Regions from separate parts of the Mus musculus genome. Here region 2 is linked to region 1. A link is a contact called in public Hi-C data. All regions are on one chromosome and are shown on one strand. Each heading gives the region's core, a stretch centred on a gene start, on an enhancer-like site or on the middle of the called end of the contact. The rest is flanking DNA. Distances are from core to core; before and after follow the strand shown.

What was found. Hi-C and Micro-C count contacts between places; a contact is called where the count stands out from the background.
Region 2: a contact with region 1 is called in a Hi-C map of bone marrow-derived macrophages, with 24 read pairs. The contact joins the enhancer-like site here to the promoter of Ubp1 in region 1. A contact is called at or near these places in 7 of 39 promoter capture datasets (the 3T3-L1 cell line, embryonic stem cells, liver and 2 more), 1 of 15 datasets of contacts at CTCF or cohesin (the NIH/3T3 cell line), 7 of 484 Hi-C or Micro-C datasets (LSK cells, bone marrow-derived macrophages, centroblasts and 4 more), 15 of 115 datasets of contacts at active chromatin or transcription factors (T-cell acute lymphoblastic leukemia, bone marrow-derived macrophages, embryonic basal ganglia and 10 more) and 3 of 9 other capture datasets (adipose tissue, liver and pancreatic islet).

Annotation. Positions count from the first base shown.
Region 1 is chr9:113,930,001-113,932,700 of GRCm38.p6, reverse strand. It overlaps Ubp1 (upstream binding protein 1), which reads right to left and starts at 1,389. Exons shown (of 16, transcript NM_001372510.1): 1 at 935-1,389. The coding sequence starts at 1,047. Gm39439 (a long non-coding RNA gene) reads left to right here and starts at 1,775. Exons shown (of 4, transcript XR_003948257.1): 1 at 1,775-1,974.
Region 2 is chr9:113,725,884-113,728,583 of GRCm38.p6, reverse strand. The region is part of intron 2 of Gm38623 (a long non-coding RNA gene); the gene reads right to left. Among named protein-coding and RNA genes, the nearest start is that of Gm38623, 8.0 kb to the right of the region's middle. Within about 2 kb of position 1,388, at least 30 of the 459 cell types and tissues checked have an H3K27ac peak or open chromatin away from gene starts, as enhancers often do. A contact at or near this core is called in bone marrow-derived macrophages and neural progenitor cells, where this site is marked.

The sequences.
Region 1 (2,700 bases), core at 140-2,639:
CCACGGGCCAAGAAACCTCCCGACCCGCCAGAGTCAAGGCTAATTGCTTCAGGGATGAGGCTGGACTTGTGCAGACCAGCTCTGACCCAGGGCATTTCTCTTAGGGTATTAACAATGCTTCTGACCTCCCCTGGGCGGCAGGAAAGGTAGGAGAGCCCCAGGGAGCCCACATCGCACACTTTACACAACCAACCATACTGCTGAAAACTAAGTACTACACTTAATTCACACGTTTCAAAAACCACTCCGTTTTTTACCTCCTTGGGTAAACCATACCCTACACAAGCCATATTCCAACATCGAAACAAAGGGCTGCCGAGCCACCAAGAACTCTTCAACTCTTTCGGGATAAGTAAGGGGCAGACACACTTGGCTCCTATCTGTTTCCGCCTCTCCCAATTACACAAAAAGGAACAGCTGCTGGTGCAGACAGCAGTGACTAAACTATTGTGTGTGGCACAATCTTAAAGCCCTCTGCAAAAGGAAACAGCCTGAGGGGAGTCACTTTGAGAATGAAGAAACCTAGCAAGGGCCCAACTTCACTCTCAATCAGGAGACTATACAAGCAAGTCACTGCGCTCGCCAACCCTCAGGGCTACTTTCACTCACAATATAACTTACTATCAGAATGTCAAGCGGCTGAAAGTCGCAGGCCACGCTACCAGGCACCGTAGGAAAAGCTACAGTTTTCCCATTAGAAACAGTGCCTTTTGTACAGCCTACTCCAGCTAAAAGGACTCGTAAATCACTTGGAAAGAAAGTCCCTGCCCCTCTGACCCAATCTCAACGGCTAGCGCGGCTTCCCCAGGCAGAAGCGACGGGGTCCTCCGCCGCTAGCCGCCCCCGTCGGCCTCCCAGGCCACGGCGCCACGCGGCAGGACCCCGACCCCGCGGCCCAGGCCCCGCCCGGCGGAGGCAGCCGCGCGCCCCTTACCTCATGCTGTAGGCGCCGGCGCCCAGCTCCTGCCCGATGCCGGACAGGCTGGAGTCGAAGTCGTGCACCAGCCCGGACTCGATCACCTCGTCCATACTGAGCACCCAGGCCATCTTCCGGCCTCGCCGCCGCCCCGCGCAGCGCGGCCTCCGGGTCCGGGGCGAAGGCGCCCGAGCTCCGCGGGCGCGTCCTGAGGGAGGACGCGGGTGAAGCCTCCGGCGGCGCGGCGAGTGGTCACCTGCGGCGGCGCGGGACGCGGCTGAGACGAGAGCGGCCGAGGCCCAGCTGTCAGGGCACAGCGTGCGGGCCAGCAGCTGCGGCGGGAGCGACCGGGCCGCGAGCCGCGCCGCCCTCCCGCGGCCGCCGGCCCCGCGCCTCATGCCGCCGCCCGCCCCCGGCGCCGCTCCCGCGGCCGCCGCCCGCCCCGCCCCACAGCCCCAGCGCGCATCCCCCCGGCACGCCCGTCACCCGCTCCCGGGCCGCGCCCCCCCCCCCCCAGCCCTCTGCCCGCCCGCCCAGGCTCCAGCGCCCCTTCGCCCCGGCCAACCCCGCCGCCGCCGCTCCGCCGGCCCGGACGCAGCTTCGATGCGGCTCCGGCTTGGGCTCGCTCGCCGCTTCCGCCTCCTCCTCCGGCCCCGCCCCTGCGGCCGCTCCCCTCCCAGGCCCGCCCCTCGCGGCCCCGCGCCTCGCGGCGGCACTAGCGCCTGGGCCGAGCGGCGCTGCCCGGCCCCCGCGGTGTCGCGGCCTGGCGGCGGAAGAGGTGTGACCGGTTACGCTCGGCTGACTGACAGGTCTTCTGGGCAGTCACGGCGAAGCGGCCGGAATGGATTCCCGTGAGCCTCTGCGTTCCCGGCTGAGCCACCAATCAAAACGCTCTTCCCCTCCGGGACTAAATTGACTGCCATAAGTAAGAGCTCATTGGCCCGCACTGGAGGAAGTGGTTCCAGGTCCTACTTCCGTCGGTTCTGGGAAATACCCTTTCGTCGGCTTTTGCCCCCGCTCCAGAGAAAAGCGGGTACATCTCGTCTGATGTAAGCTAGGTCTGTTGTGCAGAAGATCTTGATTGGCAGGAGAATAAGCCAGTCAGCCCTCCCTAAAAGGTCCCCGCCCCTCTCAACTCAACTTTAATCCGGAGGCAGAAGCATGCTGGTCTGAGTTCGAGGTCAGCTTGGTCTACTTGGCGAGCTCCGGCTGAATCAAGGTTATATACAAGGGCTTGTCTCAAAACAAAACAAAGCAAATTTGCAGAGCCCAGAAGATCTGGTGACGCACATAGCACAAGAGTGTGTGACACCCTCGTTATTCCTTAATCATGTGCGCTAACACAAACCATGCAAATTGCTGTGAGAGTTAACGTGAAGAAAACTAGTGTTTTTCTAAAACAAAAGACAACAAACAAACCCGGGAGGTTATGGTTCAGGTAGCACGAAGACAAAACAAACAAACAAACAAACAAACAAACAAAAACCACACACACACACACAGATACCCGCAGCAAAAGACAAAGAATACACTAAGCATAGAGACTTCCTATCTATGCCCAAGTGCTCCCTTTTACTGCTTCATGGAAGTCTGTGTCTGGGTATCCCTAACAAGCTTTGAGAAGAACTGCTCCCTCCAAGCCGGCCCTCGATTATTGCTTTTTTCACATAATATTGTTTCCAAAGGATTCGGATGTGGGTCCAGCAACGTTCATTTGACAGGTTTATTATTAACTGTTGGAAATAACGGGGGAAGGGGGAGTAATTCTCTGATTCTTGGGACAA
Region 2 (2,700 bases), core at 139-2,638, 200 kb after region 1:
CCACAAAGATGGAGCCTAACAAGCAAGCGTTTTCACACACACACATACACACACACACACATACACACACACACATATACACACACACATATACATACATACACACACACACACACACACACACACACACACACACACACATATATATATATATATATATATATATATATATATATATATATATATATATATAATGTTGGGGGACACTTGTTTGCCATATTGTCTGTGTGAAGGCCAAAGGACATCATTGAGACATTGAAAATTGGTTCTCCCTTTCCATGATGGAGGTTTTAGGGTTATAGGTTTTGAACTCAGGTTGTCAGTTTTGGCAGCAAGCTCCTTTACCCACTGAGCCATCCCCATGGCCCTAGGTATGTACTTTACCATTGGACTATATACCCCCAGACATATTTGAGCTTTTATCCCTACTTGCAACCAATATAATGCTTGACTAATGTAATCATAATGATCAAATGACACCTTTTAAAATGCGGTTAAAATAAAAATGAATATTAGCTGTCTCTCAAGTCTAATGAAAAGAAAATATTGGGGAAAATTAAATGTGTGGGTTATGATGAGGAATAATATTTTTAAATAATTTCTTAATTTTTATTTTATGTACATTGGTGTTTTGCCTGCATGTGTGAGGGGTTGGATCCGCTGGAACAGAAGTTACAATTGTGAGTGGCCATGTGGTTGCTGGGAATTGAATCTAGGTCCTTTGGAAGAGCAGTCAGTGCTCTCAAACGCTGAGCCATCTCTTCAGCCCTGAGGAATAATTTTAAAATAGTAAAACCTCTCAGACAATGAAAAAGTAATGAACAAAATTTGAAAAAAAAAAATTCTTTTTAGTATTTGTAGAACTGGCCTCTCACCCAAAGCGGTCTGGACACCCAGTCCGAAAAAGCAGGTATATCCTAAGACTTTGGGAAAGGCAGCGACAACCCGTACTTCTGAGCTTCACCAAACCTAGGAATAAAATGAAATTCCATTTTCATTATCTCAATCGGAGCTGTAAGGCGTGGCGTATGTAACCTGCCAGTGCTCACAAGTGCCCAGCTGCTTCTCAGAGTTTCCAGGCGTGGCCTCATGCCGGGAACAAGGTGGACTTGCTCTTAGCCCACCATCAGCCTCCTTGGCCATGTGGGTTGCGCAAGGACTCACCCAAGCCAATCCCCTGTGCTGCCTGGGTAATGCACGTTCAGGGGAGATAGAGTCTCCCCAAGTGCATATTAACTTGATCACGGAATGCCTCCCCCAGAACCTCCCTCCCTACTCCTCACTTACGTGTTTAAATAGAGTCTTTAATCGATGGGGCTGGTCTAGAATGTTGTTAGGAGGCTGGCCCTACACAGAGGAAGTGGGTCTGTAGGGGTAGGCCTCGAGGCTCGGGAGCTTGGCCCACTTCCTGTTCTGCTTCTGGACTTGTAGGCCACCTATTTTTGCTGTCATGCCTTCCACGGCACGATGGATAGGGTTCTTTTTTCCTCTCTTTTAAAGAAAGATGTATGTCTACATGGTACATACGTGTATCACATGTCTGTCCAGTACCCACGGAGGCCAGAAGAAGGCATTACATTCCCAGGAACCACATCCAGTGAGTGCTGGGTGCTAAATCCAGCCTGGTCCTCTGGAAAAGCAATCAATACTCTTAACTCCTGAGCCATCCAGACACAATCTTTAAAAATTTAAGGATTATTCTATACAGGCATACTTAAAGGCCCATCTCCCAGGTGATTCTAGATCCTGACAAGTTGATATAGTAATTCTAACCATCACTTCTAGTGTTTTGGAGGTGGAGGCTTGAGCGTCAGGGGTTCAACCTTATCTCTGACTGCATGGGGAGTTCAAAGCTAGCCTGGGTTATATGGACTGCATGGGGAGTTCAAAGCTAACCTGGGTTATATGAGATCCTGGAGGCAGTTGGCACATGCTTCAGGAGGTAGAGGCAGGAGGATCTCTGTGAGTTCAAGGCCAACCTGGGCCACACAGAGAAACCCTGTCTTGAAAAACAAACAAACAAACAAACAAAAACAGACAACTAGTAGGTTTTATCCAAGGACACAATAAGCCAATTGAAGCCAAATTTGAGAGGATAAAGGCAGGTTTATTGGGAGGCAGCTCTCAGGTGGGTTCCCAGTCTCACAGGGGGAGGACAGTGAAGCCATGTACCCAGGCTAAGCACGGCCTTTTTATAGCTGCTTAGGTGAGGAATGATGACGTGTCTGCTAGGAGCTGGGATTATGCCCATATATGGTCAAAAACTGAGTCTTTGGCCAGGCACACTTGGACTGGTCATGGAAACTCAGAGCCAATGGGTGATGACGTGTTAGCACAGTTTTTTCTCTGTGTGGGTGGGGTTGAGTGAAGAAAAGGGGGGGGGGGCAAGAGTGTACCTAGCTTGTGCAGGGGTTACAGCTAAACAACAACAAAGAGTCCATTGTACCATTGATATTATCTATATTTTATTCTTTTCTTTGGTATTCTTTCTTACTCTTTTTTTTTTTTTGCGGGGGGTGGGGGGCAGTTTGAGACAGGGTTTCTCTGTATAGTCCTGGCTGTCCTGGAACTCACTCTGTAGACCAGGCTGTCCTCGAACTCAGAAATCCACCTACCTCTGCCTCCATAGTGCTGGGATTAAAGACATGTGCCACCACTGTCTGGCCTTTCTTAATCTTCTTAAAGCCAAAATAAACCCTT